Linked DNA regions of Mus musculus: all the other regions are linked to region 1. A link is a contact called in public HiCAR-type, HiChIP or PLAC-seq and promoter capture Hi-C data. All regions are on one chromosome and are shown on one strand. The core of a region is the stretch at or near the end of the contact, and the rest is flanking DNA. Distances in the headings are between cores, read along the strand shown. Region 1 holds the start of Kbtbd2 (kelch repeat and BTB (POZ) domain containing 2). Region 2 holds the start of Inmt (indolethylamine N-methyltransferase). Region 3 holds the start of Ggct (gamma-glutamyl cyclotransferase). Region 4 holds the start of Adcyap1r1 (adenylate cyclase activating polypeptide 1 receptor 1). Region 5 holds the start of Aqp1 (aquaporin 1).

Region 1 (2,700 bases), core at 118-2,617:
TTATCAGACAGACGAAACGAACAGCAACGTTTCACATCACAGAGGCTGGGAAAAACAACTGACTTGGCTTTTCAAATGGATCTTAGATTACAAATAAAAGCTTCATCCACAGTCTGACTAGACGAAGTCATTCTCACCTGCAAAAGATCTGGTCTATATTACTCAAATCTGGGGAAGAATTCACAACTCCAAAGAAATGAAGAAACTAAAATAAACTGTATTAACTCACAGGAAGAAAATATAATTTCAGTCAGAGCACACCGCTGATAGGGCCGTTCCTCAGTGTCTGCTCAGTGAGCCAGACTTACAGATTCATGTATAAACAACACGTGACCAGCACTGTCTTTTTTTTCCCCCCTCGTTTTCACAAAGCTGATATAGCTGTTCACAAAGCAAAGTCTTTCAAGTTTACTATCTTAATTCCTTGCTTAACTTAAAGAGAGGCCACCAAAGAAATTCTAGAGATCTACAGCCCGGAGAATACGCATCCCTTTTCCTTTAGGTAGCTATAAAAAAAAGGAATCTTAAGAGCTACTAGGCCAGGCGCTTGGCGGGGCGGGAAGTGGGGGAGAGCACACGACAGCAGCGCCCAGTCGGCCGACTTAGCGTCCAGTTCCAACCCATGATTTCCGTCTAAAGCAAACAGGTTTCAAAGTGCAGCTTCCCCTTCCCACAGCAGAGCACAAGCAGGCCGAGGACAACAGGACCCCGGCTAACCTGGCTAACTCTTGGTTACTGCCGATGTGCCAAGAAAAAGAATTATAATAATACTTTTTTTTTTTTTAAAAAAAAAAAAAAAAGGGCAAGGACGCGGTCGCCCTTCTCCGGCGGCCGCGACACGAGCCGGGCAAAACAGCTCTCCCTCAGAAAGGACGCCGCCCCGAGCCCCGCAGCTCGCGCAAGGCCGCGCCGGAAACACCGCGCGCTCGGCGGAAGCGCCCCAGTTTGAAAGCCGCCGCCGCCGCCCCGGGCCACAAAGGCCGCCCGCCAGCCTCGCGCCCGGCCGGGCTCACCTCGTCCCCGGTCGCCCAGCTCACCGCGCCGCTCCGCCGGGCTGCACTCACGCGGCCGCACGCACGGCGGGGGCGTGGCGCTGCGGGGATCCGGGCCGCTCGCTTCCGCCCCCGCTTCCGCTTCCTCGCGCCTCCTGGGCTGGGCCGTCACGGCCTGCCGCCCGCGCCAGTGCCCGCGCCCGCTCCAGCAGCGGCTCTGCGGGCTCCCGGGTGCCCGCGGCTGGACCCCGCCTTCATCTGGCTCACCGCGCCCTTTTCCTCTGCCCCACCGGAAAGCCAAAACAATCGGAGCCGCGCAGGCGCGGGAAGGAAACGGAAAGCAGGAAGGGCGGAGGCGGCGCGAGGTGACGCTGGCGTCTGGGTCCGGGCTTCCCGGGCTGCTAAGGCGCGTGCGCGTAGCAGAGCGGGGTCGCGCCGGCCACCCATCCTCAGGGATGGCCTAGAAAAATCAGTTCCCAAAGTTCTATTCAGCGGCACTTGGACTTCTGTGCAGCCGCAGTTGTTCGTGTTTGAGGTGTCCACCCGAGATACAGACATTTGCAGGCTGGGCCAGAGTGGGGGCCAGCACTGCACCCCGGGAAGCTGAAGTTAGGGGAGGAGGACATTGGACCGTTTGCTATATGGGCTGCTTTCCTTAGTTCCAGCCTCCATCGCTTTCAGAAGTTCCGCTTGCTAAGGCCTTGGAAGTATTGGCACCATCGAGATAACCCGCAGTTTGGAAGCGAATGGGTGCAGAGGACGGTCTCCACAAATGATGCCTCCAGCCAGTTTTTACTGCAATGCAGCAGACACCCTCCATGCCCCAGATTTCAAAGCAAAGCCTTGAAGTAGCAAGTGCCTGTGGTCTGCGAGACTTGTTGGCAAGCAAAAATGTTATAGATTTGCCTAAAGATACATGTAACGAAAACGAAACAAAAAACGTTCAGAATTGCCTACTTCCTAACTTCAACTGTTAGAACAAGTCCAGTTTTGAAAATAAGAATGGCCACATATAAAGCATTAGGCAAAGAGACAGACACCTCTAATCCCAGATGGCAGGAGGCTAGAGAAAGGATATCAGGAATTCCCGGCTGTCCTTCGCTAAATAGTGAGTTCAAATTTTAACAGGAGCACATGAACGACACCAGACTATTTAAAAGTGCTGGTTTGGTAGAGGGGGTTAACAGGCCCTCAGAATGCATTACAGAGCATTACAATGCAATGCATCTATCTTGCTTCCCTGTAAGGATACAAAGAAAATCTTGTCTGCTCTCAAATACAATGTATCTATCCACTCCATTTTGCTGTCTTGTAATAATACAAAGAAAATATAGTTAACCGTGCTGGTATACAATGTATCTATCCACTCTAATTTTGCTTCCCTGAAATAATACAAAGAAAATCTAGTTGACCGACGTCGTTGTGAACACCTAGCACATAGCACAAGGAACTTCTTTGTAGTTAATGGGACTGCTCTTCATCTTGACTGCGTGAATATGGAATTCCTAGGTCACGACCCAATAACGATAAAGTTTACAAAGTTTAATCTGGGCATAGTGGCATAGGCCTGTAATCTCAGTATGCCAGAGTTAGGTAGGCAGATTTCTATAAATTCAAGGACAGCCTGGTCTAAATAGCAAGTTACTTGTTATAAGCCAGCCAGTAAGTGAGTCCCTGCCAAAAAAAAAAAAAAAAAAACCAAAACAAA
Region 2 (2,700 bases), core at 172-2,671, 1.6 Mb before region 1:
CGCCAGCTGGGAAGGGGAGCAACCCCTTGCCTCTGGGCTGTACATTGACAGGAGTGGGGAGCAATGCCGGGGGTGGGAAACAGCTGACATTCTTAACTGCCTCCCCATGACCCAGGATACTAGTGGAGGCCTGGGAGGTATGTCTGGTCTTCCAGATAAATTCAGGATTACTGTCTCTCTCTCTCTCTCTAATCAGTTGGCATAGGCTAACTTCAAAGAACATTGGATTTAGAAAATTGGGGGAATTGGTAGAGTGGCAGGGTCTGGGATAAAGGCTGAGAAGGACACCAGCTAGTTCTTAAGAGCCCTTCTGATTTTCTAGGAAAGGCAGCCACACAGAAGAAAGTGTGGCAGAGAGCTAATAGTAACACGAGCAAGAATAAAGCCTAAGACTTCAAGTGACCCAGCACTAATGGGGAGAATGTGCTCTGTGTGACCCTGGAGGTCAGTTGCTCAGTGTACCTCCACCCCCCACCCCGGGTATGCCCTCTCAGCCTGCCCTCTCCCTTCTGCAGTCTCCTTTTATACCTACCATGCCTCTGCCAAGGACTGAAGTCTGTTCTATACCCCAGCTTTCTCCAGCAGCACCAGGCTTTCTTCCCTCTGTATTCTGAGGTTGTTCCTTGCTACCCGTTCCTTGGCACCGAATGTCTGGCTAAGAAGGCTTTTGTGGGGGAGTACACTGAGTGACCTCCAGGGTCACACAGAACACACTCTCCCCATTAGTGCTGGGTCACTTGAAGTCTTATGATTCATTCTTGCTGCTGTTACTATTAGCTCTCTGACTTTGACTGGCCACCCCTGTCCCTCCCTAGCCTTAGTCTGCCCTTAGACATTGGGGGCAAATCATGGAAACTTGTATGCATGTTTACAGGGAAGAATTTTCATCAGGGATTTTTTTCAGAGAGACTCAAGGTTCCAAAAAGGCTGCAGAGCTTTCTGGAAGGCCTCTGGCAAGAGGAGAGGGAAAAGTAGCCTTGGTGCCCAGTCCTATGTCACTTCTCTCAGCATGGGCCTAGGAGCTCCACAAATCTGGGTATACCCCTCAAAGCTTACGAGTGTAGCTACTGAGGCTGATCATGGGTGCAAGGCAAGTTCTTCACTCCTGAGGCATGGCTCTTCTGGATCTGCACACATTGCCATCTATGGGCCCTGTGGGCCTTCAGACCAGTCACCTCTGTAGCATCTGTATATACAGAATAAGCTCTCCCTGTTGGCATGGTTCCAGCCCCTCCCCAGGGAGACCTCAGCCACTCACCTGTAGAGAAGGTCTGGTAGAGGTTCTGCAGGCTAAACTTTACGATTTCCTGCTCTGCCACAGGGCCAGAGTGGAAGCTGTAGTAGGTGGTCAGGTAGTCTTTGGGAGTGAACTCTTTTTCATAGTCCTCACCTCCTATGTATACCTTGCCCTCCATTCTAGCCAGCCCACACAGCTGTCCAGACTCCTTTGCCCCTACTGAATGCTCACTCCTTCCCACCATGCCTTTTATAATCTTTTTATAAGACCTCCCTTCTCAGGGAGGAGCTAGGGTCCCTGGAGATGGTTTCAGAGTGCAGGTGTCAGATTCCTGGCTGGATTTGATTTTTGTGATGAAGCAAGAGAATGCTAGATTCCTGGCTGGATTTGATTTTTGTGATGAAGCAAGAGAATGCTAGAGGGCCTCCAGTCCTGTCCTGGGTCACTGGGCCCTGAAGCTCTCATCCCTGGCCCTCTAGGGTGGCATGTGGACAACTGGGATCAGGAGAGAGAGACAGAGAGAGAGAGAGACAGACAGACAGAGACAGACAGAGACAGATATATATATGGAGACACAGAGAGAGACAGAGAGAGAGAGAGAGACAGAGAGAGAGAGACAGAGAGAGAGAGAGAGAGACAGAGAGAGAATTACATAGGGACAGAGGTACACAGACAGACAAAGAGAAAGAGGCAGAGACCAAAGAGATGAGGGTCTCATTAGGGATGCTTCACTCATGGGGTTAAGAGTAGAGGGTGGAGACACAGGGCCAGGCTCCCAGCCAACACATTCACGGCCCCTGGGCTTCATCTTTGATAAGGCAAATAAAACAAGAACCAGAACAGAAGTGCTCCCCAGGCTGGGGAAGTAGGAGGACCAGAGATCTTCAAATCTCTCTGCTATTCTACACTCAGTGAACTTGCCTTTGTAAACAGCTTATCTTTAACTGAGTTAATGATTCCCCAGCGGTTTAAGGTTTAAGTCTTGTTTTCTCATTTGGCTTAATGTTTTCTTTCTTTCTTTCTTTCTTTCTTTCTTTCTTTCTTTCTTTCTTTCTTTCTTTCTTTCTTTCTTTCTTTCTTTCTTCCTTCCTTCCTTCCTTCCTTCCTTCCTTTCTTTCTTTCTTTCTTTCTTTCTTTCTTTCTTCCTTTTCTTTTTCTTATGCTCGGGAGTAAACTTTGACAGCACCTCCCCAAATCACTAGGCCTGTGTGTTGCCAAGCCCTGTATTTGGACAAACAATTGAAAACGTGTCACAACACTGCACAGAGCGCCACCCATCCACATCCACGTGTGTGCACATGTGCATCTTGTCCTCTGCCCCCAGAATCATCAGCTCACTTAGATCTGCTGTGGTCTGGTCTGGTTGCTTTGAAAAATGATGCCCCAGTTTGCCGTCTTTTGCTTTGGTAAACAACCATGACCCAAAGCAACCTGGGAAGGAAAGGGTTTATTTGACTTGCACC
Region 3 (2,700 bases), core at 93-2,592, 1.8 Mb before region 1:
ATATCCAGGAAGGCTTTCCTGAGCACCTAGGTCAGGTCCTCTGGTCATATATTCTGTTGCACCTTGCAAGTCCTCTTTTAAGGCTAACCACAGCTATAATTTATCATTTATGTGGTATTTCTTTCCTGTACTTCACGTACTTGAACTCCAATCCTACACTCTTTGGAGTTTTAGATAGAGTACAGAGCGTGACTCCCACTTCTGAAACTTGAAAGGCTAGGAGCTAGTTATCAGATCATCTTGCTTGCTAAGTAAGGACGTGGATTCATGGTGAGATTTAGCCAATCAGGGCACCTCGCAGGGGCTCTCAATTAGTGCTGGTGTTTAAGATCATTAGGGACTCCACTCTAGGCTTCAGGAATTGCAGAACTGTGGCAAAGCAGCAGTCAGGAGTCAGTTCCATATTGTGCTTACTAGTTGAGGAAAGGTGTGGCCAGTTTCCAGAGCAGGGATGGCCCTCTCCTGTAATGCTGGTTGTGTATACACACACACACACACACACACACACACACACACACACACACACACACACACACACACAGTAGTCCACCTGTTTACTCAATCTTTCAGGTGAATCCATGAGCTCTCTAACAGCCTTCCAACACCCCTCCCCATTCTCCTTTCTGAAATCAGCTGGTTTCTGTTGCCTGAAATCAAGAATTGACAAGGTTATCAAAGTTGGCTAAAATTATTAAGGGCCCTACACACAATCAGATTGTACACCAGAAAGGTCCTCCAAATAGCTAGGCTGCTCAGTCATCCTTGTAACCCCAGCACTGAGTGCCAGAAGAATACGTATTAAAGAGGAAATGAACTATGGTCAAGAACACATTTTATCACAGTTAAAAGCTTATTGGGCTACTCTACTGAGGGAACGAACATTGCTATCAGTATTGAAGACACGGTTCCAGGTCTCAAGGCCAGGACGCTAAGATCCGAAGGAAAGGACAGGCAGAATTTCACAGAACTGTGGGATAGATAAGGTACGCACAGGACAGAAAGCAGCTAGTTCTCGACTAAGAAGCACCTATTAAAGGCATCTTACGGGATGCTCATAACCGGTGGAAAAGGGCAGCCAGTGGAGGGTTGCGAACTCCGACGGTGGCTAGAGGTTCCCGGCAGGAGTCGCAGCTAGCCCGCTCTCCAGGTCGCCCGCACAACGGCACTGACCTGCAGGCGCGCCACGCAGCAGAACACGGCCGAGGGGTTTCGCAGGTGGATCCTCTCGGTCAGGAGATTGCTGCCGTAGGCGAAGTACAGGAATGTCTCCCCCTCCTGGCCCGCATGGCCCTCACAGTCGGAGCTCGCCATGTCCACTTATCCACGCCAGCAGCGTCAAGCACAGAGAAGCCGGACTAGCGCTGCTAAAAAGAGCAGTGCGCCGCCACCCACGCGGTAGTGCAGAGCGGCGGGCGGAGCCGCACAGAGAGCGCGCTGAGGATTGGCTGCCGGCTTGCCGGCGTGAGCTAACTACCAGGATTGGCCTGTCTACAGCTCCTCCCGCCCACTGACGTCGCTTTTCTATTGGATGCATCCCTCGGATGTACGGCCCCCTGCCTGAGGCGCCGCTGATTGGCGAGTCTAACGGACAGCCCGAGAGTGGCTACTGGCGACTGTGTTTTCCCCACCTGGCGGCGATTGCCCAGGTCAACCAGTGGTGCGGTAGGCTCTGCGCCTGGTATAGAGGAGACAAGTCTCAAATTGCTGTCGGCCTAGCCTGGATCTTGCGGCAGTTCTCCTGCCTCAGCCTTCCTGGAATGGGAAGGCTGATCCTACAAGTTTTCTTAGGATCACTACCTGAAGTTGCCTCACTGCATACCAGGGTAGTCTTTCTCCCACGTTCAGATCCGGACATGCCATTTGCTAGCCAGTTGACTCTGTTCATCGTTGCAATCTATTTCCTCTTTTTAAAATAGAACGACACAAAACACCCATGTTGTTGCTCTTGAAATGAAGATAGGAGAGCAAACTGAAGGTCTAGAGCAATGACTGCCGTTGGCCCTCAGAAATTAATCTAAATTCAACTCCACACTGACAGGTGCCAGAATTCCTGGAGAAATGACTGAATCTTAGGTCAAAGCTGGGAGTGAAAATTACCTCTTGAAAGAACAATAATCCAGAAAATGAGAACCCCAAGATGAACAAGGTCATTCCTAAAAGACCATTCACTAGACAAAGCGAGAACAACTTAAGGAGCAGAACGACTGGAAACTCTAAAATGATCCCTAAATGTATGTCATTCCCTTCAGGAAGTAAACCAAATTAAAACAGAGAAGAGAACCATATTGCCATGCCATCAGTGGCTAACACTTCATCACTTTTAAAAAGTGGGTATTTAAGAAAATGAGTGTTCTGCCTTTCTAGTACCAACTGTATTTTTGAAAACCAAATAGCTGATGAGGAAGCAATTCTTTGCTTTTTTAAAAAAAAGTATACTGGCTAAATGCAGGAAATGGGGGTACTGGGATTAGAACATCTGTCTCTGGTGCAACCAAACTTCCCGTCAGGAGCATCAGGTCACAGGGATGTTTATAGAGTCTCAGTTATCCCCCAAGGCTCACTGCTAGTCATTGGACAGGAAGACCATGATTATTTGGGAAACCTGACCTCTCTCACCTGATAGCCAGTCAATCTGGTCACCAATAAAAGAAGACTATCCTGACACAGTCAGAAAGCAACATGAAGCTGGGCATTGTGGAC
Region 4 (2,700 bases), core at 32-2,531, 1.3 Mb before region 1:
TCCTGACCACTCTTAAGAGAGAAGACATATTCTCCACTGCTCTTCCTTTGGAACATGGCCTGAAAGAACACAAGCGAGTGCCAGCTGTCTACGAGGTGACCAGTGCTTCCTGGACTAAGTGGGGAATCATAAACTTGCTGTCTGTATATAGGACACTCCATACATCTTTCTGGAGCATCAGGTTGCTTCCTATTCTTAGCCTTTCTGTTTTCATTGTGAAGTCGGATGTAAAATGATCATGTAGGTCTTACCAGTTAGGGTTCTGTGTGGCTCCCATTCATGGGTCTTCTCCATCTCCTTGTCCTTTTGTTTTCAGCTAGACTGACCTTGCTAACAAAAGGCTCAAGTTCTTTCTCCTTCCCTCTTCTTCCTTGAAGGTTCTTCAGAAGGACACACATCAAGGGTGGCTCAGAACTTGCCTGAACAGGCAATGACAGAAGCCAGTTGAGACTAAGTGATGGGGATACAAAGAACTCAGGATGCTGTGACTGGACACAGTTATGCCAAACTGGAGGTGGCAGGATATTGGCACTGTGACCTTATTTGACTGAGTTCTGCTCATTAAGCTCCTGCTTATCAAATTGTACCAGAAGAAGGGTGAGTACACCATATCACCAACAACAATAGTAATTTGTTTAGCATCAGTGAATATATGAGCCTAGTACAAGTTTGCTACTGGCACACAGACTGTTCCTACACAATGTTGTTCTTCTCATGAGCCCAGAAATAGAAACGATGTGGTGCAGGTGAAGAAGTGGAGGCTCAGAAACATCAGGCCGCACACCCAAACTCCCAGAGCTGGCAGGGCAGTCTCATTTATTTTTAACAGACTTCCCGTAAGCACCTCTACTCCTTTTCTGGCTATAGAGGTGTTCTCTGGGGTGTCACATTCGAGGACATCTAGATAGGCACCTGCAATTCATCCCTTCTAGACCCCTGACTGTGAGCAGAGGAGGGCCCAAAGAGGGCCAGGGACTTGCTCAGGTGGCAGGTTGCCAGAGGAGGCTTGGAACACAGAGAAGAGAGGGAGAGGGCTTTCTCTAGTGGATGTTTTGCTGTTGGACAGAAAGGTGGTGAGCCCTGAGGAAGGCACAACTCAGCCCGGAAGCTCTGCGACAGAACTGGGAAAGGGGGGCTGTTACCTCCGCCTCCGCGCCCTGGGTCCCTGCTGCAGCTCTGGCTTGTGTCAGCGCGGTGGTCCTCATCCAGCTCCCCATCTCTGCCCCCGGCCTAACCCCGCCCCCCGGGCTCTCATTGGCCTGCACCCCACCCCCCGCCTGCGAGGTCTGCCGGGGAGGCGGTGGTCTATCGCCTCCCTCGGCCCCGGGCCTGGCTGCGCAGCAGAGGCGGCGCCTCTCCCGCAGGACAGAGCCGGTCGAGTGGCACAGGGTGGGCTAAAGGAGACGAGGGACGCCTCGCTCCGATTCCCGACTGCGACTGGCTGCGACTTTGGAGCAGCGCGGTCCCTTGTGCAGTACGCACACACCGCGGCGCAGGGACACACAGACTTGGCTGCTCGCGGCCACACGCACCGAGAGACCAGGCTCGGCGCGCGCTCCGCGGCGCACACGCTCCAGCCAGTGCGGCTCTGGGCGCGGATTCGCGGGTTGCGCGTCCTCCTGCACCTTCAGCCCCTGCGCCCAGCAGTCCCGACCAGCCCCGAGGCCATCAGGTAAGGACCACTCCTGGCCTGTCCTTCTGCTCCGCACTCGCCCAGCGCCAGACCCTTTTCCAGCGGGGCCCTTGGACCCCTCCTTCAGCCCAGAGGTCTCCAGGAGCCGCGTGCTCTGCCAAACCCAAAGCCAGCGAGGGCCAACGCGGGGCACAGAGTCGGAGCCCATCCTCTCCCGCCGCCGCGGGCTGCCTACGCTTCTCTCTGCTCCATCCAAGTGTCGGACCGTGGCTTGGAGCACATTATTGTAGACCATTCAGTGAGTATCGGCCTAGCTGTCTCAGCCTTTTCTGGTGCCAGAAAGAGGCATTCAGGGGCACGAATGACACTACGGCCAGAGATCCCCCAGAGCTCGATCTCCCTGTCTCCAGGTCGGACCAAAGCGCCTACGTGGATTTGGAAAGAAATGCTGGAGGGTCTCTTGGGAACTCGGTTCTACAGTCTGCAGGGCGTTTGAGGGATGAGCTGCGGAGATAAGATAGGGATCAATTTAGTTTGTGCCCCCAATAGAGATAAGCTTTAGCATTGTTTTTAAAAGGATAGCCCTACGGCTATAGGACTATCCTAAGGATAGTCTTTCCCCGGGGCTCGGGGAGAGGTTGACCAAGAGACGCTTGGGGGTTGGTGGTCTAACAAGGAAACGCCCTGCAGGGCCTGTGGGGGAAAATCGCTGTGGGAGTGGGGTTGCTGTAGTGGGCCCCTCCGAGACCCCTGATGTTTGTTTTAAAGGCCCAGGCTCTGCAGTAGCTAGCTGACTACTGGGAGCAGGATCATATTGTCAGCAAGAGCAAGGGACCAGGCACCAGTTCGTGGAACTAGATCTTCAGGAGCAAACACGCAGGAAGGGGATGGCGATGGCATTTCCCTCGCTGCTAGGGAGTGGAGCTTCAGTTCTAGGAACCCAGAGCCTTCTGGACCACCTTGGCATGAGAGGGGGTCTGGCTAATTCCTCAGTCCATTTCAGGGCTGCTGTGACTACTTTTCTTTACTTCAGGCTGTATGTCCCATAATTCCCTCATGGCCTAAAG
Region 5 (2,700 bases), core at 169-2,668, 1.5 Mb before region 1:
GGTCACATCTGGTTCCAGGACTGTGGCTGAATACAACCTGGCCCTTGAGGGACAATGTCATTCTCTGTAGGATAGAAGGTGCTTGGCCCTATCTTGACAGATGTCAGACTCAAAGACATTTCTTCTTTCTCAGTGAGTGTTGTTTTTCCACCTCTGATGGGTAAGAAGCCAATGATTCTGATAAGGACTAAGATGGAAAGAGAGGGACCAATCATAACAGGTCCTACCTTGTGGCCACAGAGAGAGCCTCCCTATGGGCCTGGTATACCTTCCAGCACACTCAAACAGTAGGCAAGTGACCGACCAGTTCTCTGGTCCTTTACTCGGGATTTTGGGGGTACACAGGAAACATGGTGGGTGCTTTGTCTGCCCCCACCTCCTCTCCACCCCTCCTGGTGTTGGAAAGTGCCTCTGGTCTCCCTTACCTTCCTCTCTCCTCTTTCTCTATCTAGATTCTTGTCCGGCCTATGTCTCCTCTGCTCCGTTTGTCTCTTCCTGTTTCTGACGTGCTGTTTTTTCCTGTGATGCTAGTGACTGAATCCAGTGCCCAGTTGAATATTGTATGCGTGAGCACATCCATAGCCTGGCCGCTGTCTCCTGCAAGGCTGGAAACCTCTTCCACTTTCCACCATCACTCGGATAATGCTTCCTGTTGCTCTGCCTATCATCCCATCACTGCATCTGTCTCTTAGCCCCAGCCCATGTCTCCCATTCGCTCCTTTTCAGGTCCAGCTGTCATTCCTTCCATCTCTTCAGTGACCTGCTAGCTACTTTATCTATTAGAGAAAAAAAAAAAGCCTAAGCAACATTATCTTCCCCACCCCCTCTCAAATCATGGCCTCAAATTGTTTTAAGTTTGAGGAATTGGGGGAGTTTTCCAGCAACCTTGCTTGGCTAAGGTCTGCCATTGTCTAAAGAATGATAGGTGGCTCCCAGAAAGCTTCTCTACTCCCATCAATGAGGCCCGGGGGGCGAGGACACATCCCCAAAGTGACATGCAGCTGCTTGGCCCAGGCCAGGACATTGGAGGCCAGACTGGCCCACAGATTTCTCAGCCTGAGAACTTCAGATTACTAACTCTGCTCAGAGTGGGATGGGACAGGCAGGCAATTTCTGGTGCCACCTCCAGGGAGGGCAATGTCCGTCTGGGGAGTCCAGACAACCCCTATTCCCCACCCCTTCTAGAGTGCCAGCCTCTGCCCTCAGGCACCCTTGAGCTTTGCAGGCTGGGCGGGGACACCTGGATTTCTCTGGCCCCCTGAGAAGAGCCAGCTTGGAAGAATTTCCCAAAGCCTATTAGAGCAACGGTTGCCTCCTGCCTCCTTACGCTGGGCAGGGCCGAGGGCTGAGGCGGGTGGAGGGAGCAAGGGAGGGCAGGAGGGGGAGAGGAGGAAGGAAAAAGTTGGCAGGCAGACAGCAGAGCCCTGTCTGCATCCATCGCAGCGAGGAGGCTCGTGTGGTGTGGGGCGGGCCAGGAGCAAGGAGAGGCCTTCCTCCCTTTGTGCTCCCCCCACCCAGCCCTATAAATAGGCCCAGCCCAGGCTGTGGCTCAGCTCTTGGAGGGAGTTGAGCACCAGGCATCCAGCGGTTAAGTCGAGGTCCCTGCCAGCATGGCCAGTGAAATCAAGAAGAAGCTCTTCTGGAGGGCTGTGGTGGCTGAGTTCCTGGCCATGACCCTCTTCGTCTTCATCAGCATTGGTTCTGCCCTAGGCTTCAATTACCCACTGGAGAGAAACCAGACGCTGGTCCAGGACAACGTGAAGGTGTCGCTGGCCTTTGGTTTGAGCATCGCTACTCTGGCCCAAAGTGTGGGTCACATCAGCGGTGCTCACCTCAACCCTGCGGTCACACTGGGGCTCCTGCTCAGCTGTCAGATCAGCATCCTCCGGGCTGTCATGTACATCATCGCCCAGTGTGTGGGAGCCATCGTCGCCACGGCCATTCTCTCGGGCATCACCTCCTCCCTAGTCGACAATTCACTTGGCCGCAATGACGTGAGTGGGGTATCTTAGGCTTAGGGTGTCTGTAGGAGAAGACAGAGAGGGAGCTGGCTCCATTTGCCTACTGTACAAGGGGGATACTGAAGAACAGAGAGAAGGATGAAGGTTTCTGGAGTCATGCTGAGAACTGGGGCTAGAACTCAGTTGTACTGCATGGTCTCTTTGCTGGTTGGTGCTGTGAGAATGGAGGAGCTAGACAATATGGTTGTGCCAAAGTCCCCTGCAGAGTAGCTACTGCCAGGAATGAGCTGGAGGGGCAGCTAGGTGCATGCCAGCAGTTCCTCCCCTCTTCTGAGCTACCTGAGCAGTCACCTTCCCCCTTTGCAGTCCCGTGCACTAGGCAACCTCTACCTACTGTCCCGAGTACATTTTCTCCAGCTACCCAGTGTGTTTAAAGCCACTTCTGCAAGTGTCTGAGTGTGACTCTCTTGATAAGTTGCCTGGGCTTCTAATCGGCTTCTAATCCTTAGCCAGGTCCCCAAATCAACTTCCTCAGAAAGTCAGGAGACAGCCCCCTTTCCTCCCTCTACCCCCAATAATTAGACAAAGTTGAGAGAACAATACTCTCTCTGGAGCTTTGGGAGAGTTTTCTAGATACCAGTTCAGGAGAAGGGCTCAGCTCAGCAGTCCCTGGCCACTGAACCGTGGGGCATGCTGGCTTGTTGTGTGCGGAGGTGGAAGCGAAGGTGTGTGAGTGTCT

Evidence for each region. Promoter capture Hi-C pulls out the DNA fragments that hold promoters and counts their contacts. HiCAR-type assays count read pairs that join an accessible place to other places. HiChIP or PLAC-seq counts read pairs in DNA pulled down with a chosen protein or histone mark.
Region 2: a promoter capture Hi-C map of liver shows a contact between it and region 1, with 4 times the contacts expected there. The contact joins the promoter of Inmt here to the promoter of Kbtbd2 in region 1. A contact is called at or near these places in 2 of 39 promoter capture datasets (both in liver).
Region 3: a promoter capture Hi-C map of liver shows a contact between it and region 1, with 4 times the contacts expected there. The contact joins the promoter of Ggct here to the promoter of Kbtbd2 in region 1. A contact is called at or near these places in 3 of 39 promoter capture datasets (liver, neutrophils and pre-B cells) and 1 of 115 datasets of contacts at active chromatin or transcription factors (pancreatic cancer cells).
Region 4: a HiCAR-type map of astrocytes shows a contact between it and region 1, with 4 times the contacts expected there. The contact joins the promoter of Adcyap1r1 here to the promoter of Kbtbd2 in region 1. A contact is called at or near these places in 3 of 39 promoter capture datasets (cranial neural crest, hippocampal neurons and stem cell-derived epiblast-like cells) and 1 of 115 datasets of contacts at active chromatin or transcription factors (astrocytes).
Region 5: a FOXA1 HiChIP or PLAC-seq map of pancreatic cancer cells shows a contact between it and region 1. The contact joins the promoter of Aqp1 here to the promoter of Kbtbd2 in region 1. A contact is called at or near these places in 1 of 39 promoter capture datasets (liver) and 1 of 115 datasets of contacts at active chromatin or transcription factors (pancreatic cancer cells).

The regions. Positions count from the first base shown.
Region 1 is chr6:56,796,446-56,799,145 of GRCm38.p6, forward strand. It overlaps Kbtbd2 (kelch repeat and BTB (POZ) domain containing 2), which reads right to left and starts at 1,368. Exons shown (of 4, transcript NM_001362210.1): 1 at 1,014-1,368. It overlaps Gm10209 (oleosin-B6), which reads left to right. Exons shown (of 2, transcript XM_030255710.1): 2 at 802-1,981. The coding sequence ends at 1,599.
Region 2 is chr6:55,173,569-55,176,268 of GRCm38.p6, forward strand. It overlaps Inmt (indolethylamine N-methyltransferase), which reads right to left and starts at 1,422. Exons shown (of 3, transcript NM_009349.3): 1 at 1,259-1,422. The coding sequence starts at 1,415.
Region 3 is chr6:54,991,525-54,994,224 of GRCm38.p6, forward strand. Ggct (gamma-glutamyl cyclotransferase) reads right to left here and starts at 1,343. Exons shown (of 4, transcript NM_026637.3): 1 at 1,171-1,343. The coding sequence starts at 1,311. RefSeq lists an enhancer at 1,558-1,587 and a cis regulatory region at 1,568-1,577.
Region 4 is chr6:55,450,697-55,453,396 of GRCm38.p6, forward strand. It overlaps Adcyap1r1 (adenylate cyclase activating polypeptide 1 receptor 1), which reads left to right and starts at 1,282. Exons shown (of 17, transcript NM_007407.4): 1 at 1,282-1,672.
Region 5 is chr6:55,334,881-55,337,580 of GRCm38.p6, forward strand. It overlaps Aqp1 (aquaporin 1), which reads left to right and starts at 1,419. Exons shown (of 4, transcript NM_007472.2): 1 at 1,419-1,994. The coding sequence starts at 1,611.